2 separate regions of the Macaca mulatta genome follow, and region 2 is linked to region 1. Evidence: chromatin contacts called from public Hi-C data. All regions are on one chromosome and are shown on one strand. The core of a region is the stretch at or near the end of the contact, and the rest is flanking DNA. Distances in the headings are between cores, read along the strand shown. Region 1 holds the start of TTC1 (tetratricopeptide repeat domain 1). Region 2 holds the start of PWWP2A (PWWP domain containing 2A).

Region 1 (6,520 bases), core at 1,907-4,406:
CTCACTGCAGCCTCTGACTCCTAGGTTCAAGGATCCTCCCACCTCAGCCTCCTGAGCAGCTGATACTACAGATATGCGCCACTGTGCCCAGCTAATTTGTACACACATACACACACATACACACACATATGTATACATAGAGATGGGTTTTTGCCATGTTGCTCAGGCTGGTCTCGAACTCCTGGCCTCAAGAGATCCTCCCATGTCCACCTTCCAAAGTGCTGGGATTACAGGCATGAGCCACCACACTCAGCCTCCATTTATACTTTTTAGATTCTGGGTGTATTTTTTAAAATTCAGAAATATTAAAACCAAAAATATGATATATTTTTTATGTTTTCTTTTAATATATAAAGCTTTCAACTTACAAAAAATATAACTGTATGCATAACCTCATTTACATGGAAATTCAAAAACCAAGTTTCATACTCTCTGAAAAAGTCTCTTCCAGCTATCTATCTCTGCAATAGGTTCTGTGAATTACAGAAAACGAATTAATCTGCTGTCATTGCTGGTTACCTGTCTGGCTACCTTGAGGATGGGTACTATATTTCAATTCTGTGATCCCAGCACAATGCCCAGTGTCTAATAAACATTCAATGAACATTTCTCGAATTAATGTATAAGACAACCACTTTTGGTCTCAGGGTTCCCTTACAGTCTTAAATATTATTGGCCGGGTGCGGTGGCTCAAGCCTATAATCCCAGCACTTTGGGAGGCCGAGACGGGTGGATCACGAGGTCTGGAGATCGAGACCATCCTGGCTAACACAGTGAAACCCCGTCTTTACTAAAAAAAGTACAAAAAACTAGCCGGGCGAGGAGACGGGCGCCTGTAGTCCCAGCTACTCGGGAGGCTGAGGCAGGAGAATGGCGTGAACCCGGGAGGCGGAGCTTGCAGTGAGCTGAGATCCGGCCACTGCACTCCAGCCTGGGCGACAGAGCGAGACTCCGTCTCAAAAAATGTATATATATATATATATATATATATATATATATATATATATAAAATTGAGGTTAGTCGGAGTGCAGTGGTGTTTACAACTAACTGATCACAACCAATTACAGATCTTTTTGTTTCCTCTCTACTCCCACTGTCTGACTTGGCTAGCCCTTAAAAAATAAAATATAAAAAAGGGCCGGGCGCGGTGGCTCACGCCTATAATCCCAGCACTCTGGGAGGCCGAGAGGGAGGATCGTTTGAGCCCAAGAGTTCAAGACCAGCCCGAGCAACATAGTGAAACTCCGTCTCTACTAAAAATACAAAAAATTAGCTGGGCGTGGTGGCGCGCACCTGTGGTCCCCGTTACTCGGAAGGCTGAGGCAAGAGAATCGCTTGAGCACAGGAGGTTGACGCTGCAGTGAGTGGAGGCTGTGATTGCACCACTGCACTCCAGCATGGGCGACAGACTGACACTCTGTCTCAAAAATAAATTTAATTAATTAATTAATTAATAGTGAAACGAACACCACAGAGACATACTTCCTTTTGTCCTTTTTTCTCTTCTGCAGAGTAACGCGAAGTCTTGCCGTAACCCAAGATGGCAACCATCTCTCAAATGTCACTCCGTACAATGACGTCACACAGCGACCATGCCTTTCCTCCCTGAGAGTTTCGCTACATTTCCCAAGATGCTTTGCCGATAGCGACGCTATTAGTCGTCATCGACGGAAGCGCACCTGACTGAGCGGAAGTAGAAGATCTCTGAGGCTAAGAAGGTGGAGACTGGAGAAGCTGTGAGGTTGTAAGTAACCCCGTGGGTCTAAGCGTCTTGGCTGTGAGGAACGAAGCTAGGGAATAATCTGCTGGAAGCGCGAGGCGTCGCTTCCCTAACCCTAGGAGCTCAGACTCCTGTGTTCTTCCAGTAGACCTGGGAGCGAAGAGAAATAAGACATTGCTGTGGAGGCGAAGTCTCCGTATTAAGGTCTTGCTGGTTTTTAAGTTTTCTTGGAACATACTAGGGCGAATTCAGACTCTTGTCGTGACACAAGGGTCGTTGGCGTGATTTTGCTGCGACTAGAGCAATTTACATTTTTGCAAATCTCTAGCAAATTTTTGCAAATATCTGGGCTGCTGATGCTCTGACTCAGCTTCTACAGCAGTGGTTCGCAATTGGCTGCACGTCAGAATCACCTGGGATGAAAAAAAAAACAACTCTGATGCCCTTGCTTGACGCCACACTAATAAATCAGAGTTTGGTTAGGGTCTGAGCAGTGGTATTTTCTAAATCTCTAGTGTTCTGTTGGGCAGCTAGGGTTCAGAGTCACCCTTTCTGATGCCTGACTCTGACCCCCACGGTGATTCTGATTCGAGTCACCTGCGCGAAGGTTCCCTTTCCACTGTAAGCTGCGTGGGCTCTACTACACGCATTTGGGTTAAAGTGATCACAGTTTTGGCACGGATTTTATTTTGAGGTACACTAGAAACGTATTCTTGGGTTTCCTGTGGTGGTGCTAAAAAGACGGACCATAGTTTCTTACTCGTGTCTTGGTTATTCATTCTGAATGAAAATTAGGGCTGCTTCCTTTTTCTTGTCACTGTTTTAGTTTCTGCCTAATTTTTGCTATATAAACAGAACGCGAACGGTGGAACGTGGAAGAGTCACATTAAAAACGGCTTCTTTTGTTGCTTATTAGAAGTTCTGGGCCGGGCGCGGTGGCTCACGCCTGTAATCCCAACACTTTGGGAGGCCGAGGCGGATGGATCACGAGGTCAGGGGTTCCAGACCAGCCTGGCCAAGATGGTGAAACCCCGTCTCTACTAAAACTACAAAAATTAGCCGGTGGCGCGGTGGCAGGCGCCTGTAATCCCAGCTACTCGGGAGGCTGAGGCAGGAGAATCGCTTGAACCCGGACGCAGTGGTTGCAGTGAGCTGAGATCGTGCCACTGCATTCCAGCCTGGGTGACAGAGTGAGACTGCGTCTCAAAAAAAAAAAAAGTCTAGTACCAGATTTGATCAGGAAAGGGGTCTCAGTTAAAATGACATTTGACATTATTTTTACTTATAATCTATATTTTTAAATAATGAATTCCAGTGAAAGGAAGTTACGGTGTGTTTTTTGGCTGTAATGCAGAGGTTTGTTTAGGTTTAAAACAGAACTTTTAAAAATATAAGCACCATTACATAGCAGTTGTTTTGTTTTGTTTACCCCCAGCTTTAGCGTCACCTCCCTCACTGGACAGCATGGGGGAGAAGTCAGAGAACTGTAGGGTTCCAGAGGATCTGTTCAATGGTTTGAAGGTTACAGATACTCAGGAAGCCGAGTGTGCTGGCCTTCCAGTTCCTGATCCCAAAAGTCAGCATTCCCAGAGTAAGCTGCTCAGGGATGATGAGGCGCATCTCCAGGAGGACCAGGGAGAAGAGGAGTGTTTTCATGATTGCAGTGCCTCATTTGAGGAGGAGCCAGGAGCGGACAAGATAGAGAACAAATCTAATGAAGATGTGAATTCCTCTGAACTAGATGAAGAATACCTAATAGAACTGGAAAAAAACATGTCGGATGAAGAGAAACAGGTAATTATTTTATTTACTGTGCAAGAGCTGCCACTTACACTGCATTTTAAAATGTGATCGATACTGTATCGTAGACCACCTCATCTCTGGTAAAGAATAACTTGCCCTTTTGTCTTTTTATGGCTTTAGTAGTGTAGGATCTGAGATAAACCGGTGGCATGACAGGGAAACACTGAGTGTGTCTGCTTAGCAAAGAAATTTTCATTATTTTCTGTGAACCTTGAGTTATGTTCATCTTGTACTTCAGGAGTCTGTAACATAACAGTCTTTTTGTTTATTTTCAAAATGTATATATACTTTTTAGTTTTCTGTTATAACCTTTTCTGTGGTTGGCTGCTGAAATTTCTGTAATGAACATTTTTATGTTTATGCTACATTTATGTTTATGAACATTTCCTGTTTATGCTAATCCCTTGTTAGCAAAATATTACTGCCTGAATATCTTGGTGGAGTTTTGGTTGCGGAGGTCTTAAGGAACAGAATTGTGTATGATTATAGCTAGCTATCGTTTGTTGAATGCCTACAATGTGCCATCCACTGACTTAAAATGTTACTTGTGCTTTCATTAATCCTCACAACATGCCTATGAAATATGTACTGTTATTTCCCCTAAGGAAACAACTTGGAGTGGTGAAGTAATTAGCTGAAGATCAAATGCCTAATGAATTGCAAAACTGATTCTCAAATCAAATCTGTTTGATTCCAAAGCCAGAGTCTAATGTAGAATGTAATAACAAAATATCTGTCTTCCTACAAAACAGATAGACTAATAAAATGTACAATCTCCTGTTTCTTTGCTCTGGGGCCACACCCTTAACTGAGCAAGCCTTCACTTTTGGAGACTGAAGTCCTGCTGTCCTACCTCCTTCTGATTGCACAAGCAAGGTAGTCTCTGAAGAGTTACTGTAATAGCTTCAGTTTGTCTACAAAGAACTTGAATGAGATTGTAGTTTATGCCACTAACGAGCTCACTCACTGAACAGGTTGTGATACATTGGTAATGAGTTGAGAGAATTAATGCGCAGCCTAAGCCTAACAGTGGGGGGGGGGGGAAGGTAGCCTGGGGTGGGAAGGAGCATCTTCTCTTTCGCTGTCTCCTTAGACACCTTTCATTATCAAATCAGTTAGCTTTCATGTGAACGTGTTCGCTTTTGTGCTAGTGTGCGCCACCAGAACAGGAGGAAAAAGGGGCAAAACTGAGCCAAGTTCATAAACTATCAAGCAAATACAGCTCAAAAAAATTAAGTACTGCTCCATAACAGTATAGCAGGTTTCAGGCTTTTTAGAAACACTGATTATACATCTACGTTAAAAAGATAGCAGTGCTTTTCTGTTACCTTAATATATTTTGCCCTAAAATTATATTAATTTTCTAGTGCCCTCTGGATTTGACAGTTGAATGGCTTGGCTCAAGGTGTCACAAAGTCTGATCCCCACCTCTAATTTAGTAAAGCCTGTTTTGTGTCTCCTAGGCCAGAAAATCATACTTTCAGTTCCATAAATACTTTTGGGATTTTTTTTTTTTTTTTTTTTTTTTTTTTTAAGACAGGATCTCGCTGTGTCATCCAGGCTGGAGTGCAGTGATGTGATCACGGCTCACTGCAGTTTCAACCTCCTGGGCTCAAGTGGATCCTCCCACCTCAGCCTCCTGAGTAGCTGGGACAACAGGCATGCACCACCCTACCCGGCTAATTTTTATGGGTGTTTTGATAGAGGCGGTGTCTCACCGCGTTGCCCAGGCTGGTCTCCAACTGCTGGGCTCAAGCTATCATCCCATTTTGGCCTCCCAAAGTGCTGGGATTACAGGCGTGAACCACCACACCTAGCCAGGATAATTATTTTTATTGCCTGTAAGTCATATTCTAAGTAGAACAATACTTTCTTTCACTTTTTTCGCTCCTTTTAAAAATTGAGATATAATTTAGTGAAACAGTAGATCAGTTCTCATGTGTAGAATGCAATGAGTTTGACAGTTGTATTCACCTGCGTAACTCACATTTCTATCAAGATAGAGAACATTTCCATCATGTCAGAAACTCCATTTGTGTGCTGTATCAGTCATTCCTTTCCCAACCACACCAGTCTCTGGTTAACCACTCTTCTGATTCCTGTCTCATAGGTGGTTTTTTTCCTGTTCCAGACTTTCGTATAAATATAATCAGACAGTAGTATTCATGTTTAAAACATAAATATTTTCTATTTATATATCAGTGTTTTTATAGCTAATTTGAAAATTTGTAAGAATATCTCGTAACAGTAACATACAGCAGTACTAGTCCTGTTATTTAGAGAAATGTAAGCCACTAACTCTACTTTAAGGAAATAACCTATGAGAGTACAGATTGCCTTCAGCTAACTGTGGTACTAATCTATTAGCTGTTTCTACGCTATTTTGATAAATATCTTTCCGAAATTTTCAAGAAGCCAGCAAAACAGATGAAGAAATGTCTTCTGCATATATGGTTTGGCTTTAATAGCTCATCAGGGACAGGATAGTATTATATTTGAATCTTTTAAAATAGATAAAGTTCAGATAGTTCAACAATGATTTAAAAAAACATAAATGGCCAAAAAATGTGAAAAGACTTTCAGCCTCATTAATAATAATAAAAAATACAAACTAAAACATTATGTCTCATCTATCAGATCAGAACATTGATCTGATGTTGACAAGAAGAGGATGCTGGAACTCATATACTCATGTTGGGAATGTAAATTGTTATATCACTTCGTGGGACACATACCAAATTTTTATGTGAAAATTTCTTTAGGTAGGGCTATCAATAGACTCTTCTACAATGATAGGAATGTTCTACATCCTGCACCATGCAATATGGTAGCTGCTGACTACATCAGGCTGTTGAGCACTATTACAGCTGAGAAACTGAATTTTATTTTAATTAATTTAAATAGTCACACAGGGTGGCTCACACCTATAATCCCAGCACTTTGGGAGGCTGAGGCGGGCAGATCACCTGACAGGAGTTCGACCTGAGACCTGCCTG
Region 2 (6,257 bases), core at 942-3,441, 120 kb after region 1:
GAGACCAGCCTGGGCAGCACAGCAAGACCCCGTCTCTATTAAATAAGTAAACAAACAAACATAAACAGAAGTGCAAATGCCCTAATCCAAAATTATTTTTAAAAAAGATACTTGAGGCCTGGCATGATGGCACATGCCTGTAATCCCAGCCCTTTGGGAGGCTGAGACGGGTGGATAACCTGAGGTCAGGATTTCAAGACCAGTCTGGCCAACATGGTGAAAACCTGTCTCTCCTTAAAAAGTACAAAAATTAAACCAGCATGGTGGCGCGCACCTGGAGTCCCAGCTACTTGGGAGGCTGAGGCTGGAGTCTCAGCTACTTGGGAGGCTGAGGCTGGAGAATCGCTTGAACCCAGGAGGCAGAGGTTGCAGTGCGACGATATGGCACCACTGCACTCCAGCCTGGGGGACAGAGTAAGACTCCGTCTCAAAAAAAAAAAAAAAGATATTTGAGATTAAATAATACAGAGTAACTGCTCTCATCTTCCCGCCGCAAACACCATACTTTAATATGAAATTTTAAATGGCTTTTTTCCCCAAATGGGAAAGAAGGATTCCTGTGTCTTGATGGGAAAGCAAGCAGTTTAAGAGTAAAACATACTAATAAGCCATGGCAAACAGGTGAGATACCATCAGAGTGTGCGCTATTGTAGGAAACAGAATGGAAAGGCGTGAATGGGAGTCTCTGCACTTCATATCTGCAAAAGAAGAGAATAAAAAGGTTAACTCCAGATTTAGAACAGGTTTATTCCCCTGTTTAAAGCAGAGCCCAAAAACATTTTAAATCAAAAAATGAAAATGTGCTGGTTAAGCCAAATTTGTAGATGAACTCAACCTTCTTGTCCTTAGTATATAAACGGTATCCCAGGTGTTAGAAGTTATTTGAACATTTTTATGCTACACCACCTTGACATTAAAGGATTTTTTGAAATCTCCAATCTCTTCTTTAAACTTTTCTTAAAACTATCATTAAAATTAGTAAAATATGCTTCTCTATTGAATGGTTAACCTAACGGGAATGACTTCTAACCGTAAGAATCACAGTTAAAAGGTTCATTTTAACAAATGCTCTTCCCCCTGTAAGGAGTGACAGGTAACCTTTTGGGATCCCCAATGTACACACCCCTTTCTCCAGCCCTGCTAAAGTTAAACGTTGATTTGAGGACAGACAAGTGCCTCCTCGCAAGGATTGCCTCCCTCCCCCTGTCCAACACGCCGTTCTCTGCAATAATCCATCTGCATCTTGCATTAACCCACCCGCCCAGTGCCGGTGAGTCCAGGCCAAGTCGCAGAAGGCCAGGAGTGAGGGGTGAGACCTGTGAGCCCATCTGCACCCGCGCCCTCCCACCTGGTGGCACACCTGCCCCGCAGGCGCCCACCTGGAGCCGGGACCGCCCTCTCCCGGTCTCGCGCGCCTGCCCCACTCGGAGCGCGCGCCACGCGCCGCGCAGGACCAGAGGGCGGGGCCCCGGGCAGCAGGGAAGCGAGGGCTCGGGGAGAGGGGGCCCCCCGGGCTCACTCCCTCCCTGGGGACCCAGCGGACCGGAGCGTGCTGGGGGCGGGAGCGGTACCTTTTGGACAGATCCATGAGGACCCCGGAGAAGAGCTTCTCCCCGAGGCGGAACGACACGACGAGCGCGTCCTCAATGATGTGGTCCAGCGTGACCCGCACCTCCGAGCCCGGGATCAGTTGCGACACCGTGGAAACCCCGCCCGCCGGCGGCACGAGCGCCAGGGCTACGGGCTGAGGCAGCGGCGGCTCCTCGCGCTCCTCGGGTGCCGGGGGCTGCTCCGGTGGCGATGCTGGAGAAGGTGGAAGTTCGGGCCCTCCCTGAGGCGCGGCTGCAGCCGACTCCGCCACCCGAACGGACAGTTTCTCCTCAGCCTCCAGCTCCGGCCCCGCCGCCTCTGGGCTGCGGGCGAGCTCCCCCGGCGGCGGCGGTGGCGGCGGGAGCGGCGGTTCGTCGGCCTGAGGAGCGGACTGCTGCCCGTCGGTCTCGCCATCCGGCACAGACGCTTCAGTGGCCGTGACCGGGAGGGGGTCAGTGCCGGCCTCACTGCCGGGGATGGGCTCCATCTCCGGCTCGGCCTCGCCGGCGCCCCCCTCCCCGGGGGACGCTGCAGTCGCTGCCGCCTCTGCAGCCACGGCCGCCATTTTCTTCCTGGCTTCTCCCTCCTCCAACTCCGGCTGCAGCGGCGGCGGCGGCGGCAGCGCTGCTTGGTTCCCTGGGCCTTCCCCTCCCTCCCGCGAACACTTTCGTCCCGCCCTTTCCCTGATGCTCGTTTTTGGCACCTCGCCATTGGTTCCATTCTACACCCCTCCCGCACTTGTGATATTCCATTGGCCAGGGGTGGACGTCTATCATCTAGTCAGTCCATCCTTCCCACGCAGAGTAGGAACTTCTCATTGGCCAGATGTGTTGTCAAGTGTGGAATCTGAGTGGAGGAATAGGGGGCGTAATCCAAGGGGGCGGGGGAAGTCACAAAAGAGGAGCCATATACTCATCCCCTCTTGCTATTGGCTGGAAGAGGAAATAAAGTTTTATGGTTGGCTTACGCTCCTGCCCATTATCAGTCAGGTCTTCGGAGGTGGGAGAAAGGAGGGAATCATGTGGCGTGCTATTTCTTTCAAAGGCGCCGAGGGGAGGAGTAACTAGGGAATGTGGGAGGGGAACCGCTTCCCAAGAATCTCTGCGCAGAGATCCTTAGAATAAATGTTATTTCTAGGCGCGGACTTCTTGCGACCGCGTGTGGGCACGACAGGCTTCTCTGGGAAAGACAACTAAAGTTTGAAATATAATCCTACCGACACTTTTTGAGTGCCTACTATGCTAGTCACTGCACTAGGTGCTGGGGAATAGAATATTCAAGACGTTCTCCATAACCTCATGGCAGCTGGCTCACGGCAGCCACTCCAGCTGCCATAAGGAGTACGAGGAGTGTTTTCATTGACTTCTAGGAGTACGATGAGTATTTTCCTTGACTTCTCTCCACTTCCTAGGAACAAAGCACCTACTTACTAACATTTCAAAAATAGGAAAATGCTCATGAAAGAGGAGAGACACCATCCTCACTGGATTAAACTGATGACTGTTCCAGAAAAGAGTCTTGAGACATTGCTGGACTGATATGTGAACACTGCTTGTTCTCTCCAAATACACTGCAAAGTGGACGCACCTGATCCCTGCAAAAGCCTTTATGTTTCCTGGCTTCTCCAATGCCAAGAGAAGAAGCTCTCTCACTTCAGTGTCCTAACGCCCCTACTTCTCTTACTCTCACGTCAAGTCTCTTCGTTTGTTATCTCTGGAAGAATCTACTGAACCTATTTCTCTCAAATGGCACCTCAGAGTCAGCCTTTTTTCTGGGAGAATGCCTACAGGAGAGAGGGAAGAAAAGCTGCTAGCATTGAGAGTAAAAAAAATAAAGTCCTGAAGAATAATTACAGCTAGTGTCTTTTAAGTACCATGTACCAGGCACTAATACAAACACTATAGCATATCATCTCAATCCTTAAAATTTCGAGGCACAAAGAGGGTGCCCAAGGTTACTCGGCTGGTAAAATGCATAGTCAGAATTTCGGTTTTACACGGAAAAGACTGAAAATAGCAATAAACAAATATCACCATATGCTCTGCCTATTTCAAACCAAGTGGCTCTTGGGGAAAGGCCAGTAGAAGATCCCAATCAGGGAAGTTTCAGAATATCATTTAAAAATACACACACACAAAAAAATGTATTTAGTGTTCATTTTGTACCAGAGATTTTCCCAAAAGCTCTCACTTAAAATCCTGTGACTTAAATCTTCTCCTGCTTTTACAGATGAGGAAGCCAAGCCTTAGCCATGTTAAACATCCTAAGCAGGCCAAGCGCAGTGGCTCAAGCCTGTAATCCCAGCACTTTGGGAGGCCGAGGCAGGTGGATCACCTGAGGTCGGGAGTTTGAGACCAACCTGACCAACACGGTGAAACCGCATCTCTACTAAAAATACAAAATTAGCTGAGCGTGGTGGCGCATGCCTGTAATTCTGGCTACTTGGGAGGCTGAGGCAAGAGAATTGCTTGAACTCGGGAGGCAGAGGTTGCAGTGAACCAAGATCTGGCCATTGCACTCCACTCTGGGCAACAAGAGTGAAACTCCATCTCAAAAAAATAAAAATAAAAAGATAATAAGATCTTAAGGGTCACACAGCTAGCTAACAGCAGATCCTATCTATCCTGGGTCCTTCTAAGTACATGACTTTCACTCAATCATTCATTCAACAAAGAGTTATTTCCTTCAGACTAGATACTTGCAGTAAACAGACATAGATTCTGCCTTATAGGGTTTTCACCATAATACTTTGTCTATAGCTCACCATAATCAACTAATTAAACACAACATATAGTCTATGAAATGCCTAGCCCCTAAGGTCTCACACTGTGTAATCTCCCACAGGGAGAAAAATATAGTTCGGGTCCTGGGACCTGATTACCTCTTGTAGTAATTCATTACAAGATGCTGCAATGAGTAATTTACATTTCAGATTCATAGCAGATTGTGCCATACCAAGTCACTGTCCTAAGCCACCATTTCATTCTGTAACTCAAGAGCTTCTACTGGCTCCCAATGCTCACATGGAGTGTACCTTCTTCTGCTTGGCTTTCAAAGCCCTCTCTGTGTTCTCATCTTACCTTTCAAGGTCTCTTTTCCACTACTCTTCAAGCTTCCTAATACTAGAAAGATTTGGTCATATATTGTTCATTCACTTATTAATTCATTCAACAAATAAATATTAAAGGACTACTATGTTTCAGTGACTGGACTAGTCAGGCAGAAGGTATGAAATAAAGAATACAAAAGATATCACTTGAGTTCAGGAGTTCAAGACCAGCCTGGGCAACACAGGGATGTGTTGCCCAGGTTGGTGAATATATATATGAAAGATTTAGTAACTGCCCTCCTGAGGATTATTTTTCTAGTTGGGGAACTGGAAAATGAGCAAACAATGAATAAACAAGATGATCACAGACGTGAGAAATACCATGAGAGAAATAAACAGGGTGAGGGAATAGAAGTAGCTGGCAGAGGGGCTGAAAGGTGTCTCCTTTAGATAAGGTTGTCACAAAAGCCTTCTCTGAGGACTGGATATCTTTTTTTTTTTTTTTTTTTTGAGACGGAGTCTCGCTCTGTCGCCCAGGCTGAAGTGCAGTGGCCGGATCTCAGCTCACTGCAAGCTCCGCCTCCCGGGTTCACGCCATTCTCCTGCCTCAGCCTCCCGAGTAGCTGGGACTACAGGCGCCCGCCACCGCGCCCAGCTAGTTTTTTTTTTTTTTTTTTTTTTTTGTATTTTTAGTAGAGACGGGGTTTCACCGTGTTAGCCAGGATGGTCTCGATCTCCTGACCTCGTGATCCACCCGTCTCGGCCTCCCAAAGTGCTGGGATTACAGGCTTGAGCCACCGTGCCCGGCCAGGACTGGATATCTTAACTAAGATGCAAAGGAGAAGGTAGCCAGCTATTGACATTGCTGGATGAACATTTGGATCAAAAGGAATGGCAACTGCTTGAAGTTCTGAGGCAAAAGAGGGTTTGGCTTGTTCCAGAAACAGAAGGAAGACCAATCTGGTTGAGGAATGAGCAAGAAGTTGAGTAGATGAGGTTGAAAAGGAAAACAGAACCCAAATAATGTTTTGTACTGGAGATACCAAAGCAAGGGATTCTGCTCTCAGGGAGCTCCAAATCTAGTGGAAAGTCTGGGCCAGCCATAGTGGCTCATGCCTGTAATCCCAACATTTTGGGAGGCCAAGGCAGGAGGATTGCTTGAGCCTAGGAGTTTGAGGCTGTAGTAAGCTATGACCATGCCACCGCACTCTAGCCTTGCAACAGAGCGAGACCCTAGCTCAAAGGAAAAAAAAGAAACCTGGCTTTTACATTTGCTTTTGTAATCTATTCACCTCTGCATTCAGCCTCCTCCTGACATGGAATTGGTATGGAGGATGCCCTTGATATTTGTTTAATGGATGGCCACATGATATTTGTGGCTGACTAGGTGATTGGATGGATGGTTGATGGACTGGATAGATAGTTGGAGAACTGGACAGATGGTTGAATAGATGGTTGGATGGTTGGATGAATAGATGAATGGCAGGGATAAGGAAACCAGCTGATTGCTGAAACAGATCCTCACTCTCATGAGCATACTTTCATCTCAAGTTCTGCAAGATACTATAGTCTGGTGGCTAAAATTCAGTTGAAGTAAATAAACCTGTAACTGGTCAGG

The links. Hi-C and Micro-C count contacts between places; a contact is called where the count stands out from the background.
Region 2: a Hi-C map of fetal cortical plate shows a contact between it and region 1, with 3 times the contacts expected there. The contact joins the promoter of PWWP2A here to the promoter of TTC1 in region 1. A contact is called at or near these places in 2 of 14 Hi-C or Micro-C datasets (blood and fetal cortical plate).

What each region holds. Positions count from the first base shown.
Region 1 is chr6:168,866,375-168,872,894 of T2T-MMU8v2.0, forward strand. It overlaps TTC1 (tetratricopeptide repeat domain 1), which reads left to right and starts at 3,157. Exons shown (of 7, transcript NM_001266114.1): 1 at 3,157-3,515. The coding sequence starts at 3,186.
Region 2 is chr6:168,982,375-168,988,631 of T2T-MMU8v2.0, forward strand. It overlaps PWWP2A (PWWP domain containing 2A), which reads right to left and starts at 2,192. Exons shown (of 5, transcript XR_013394980.1): 1 at 1,572-2,192.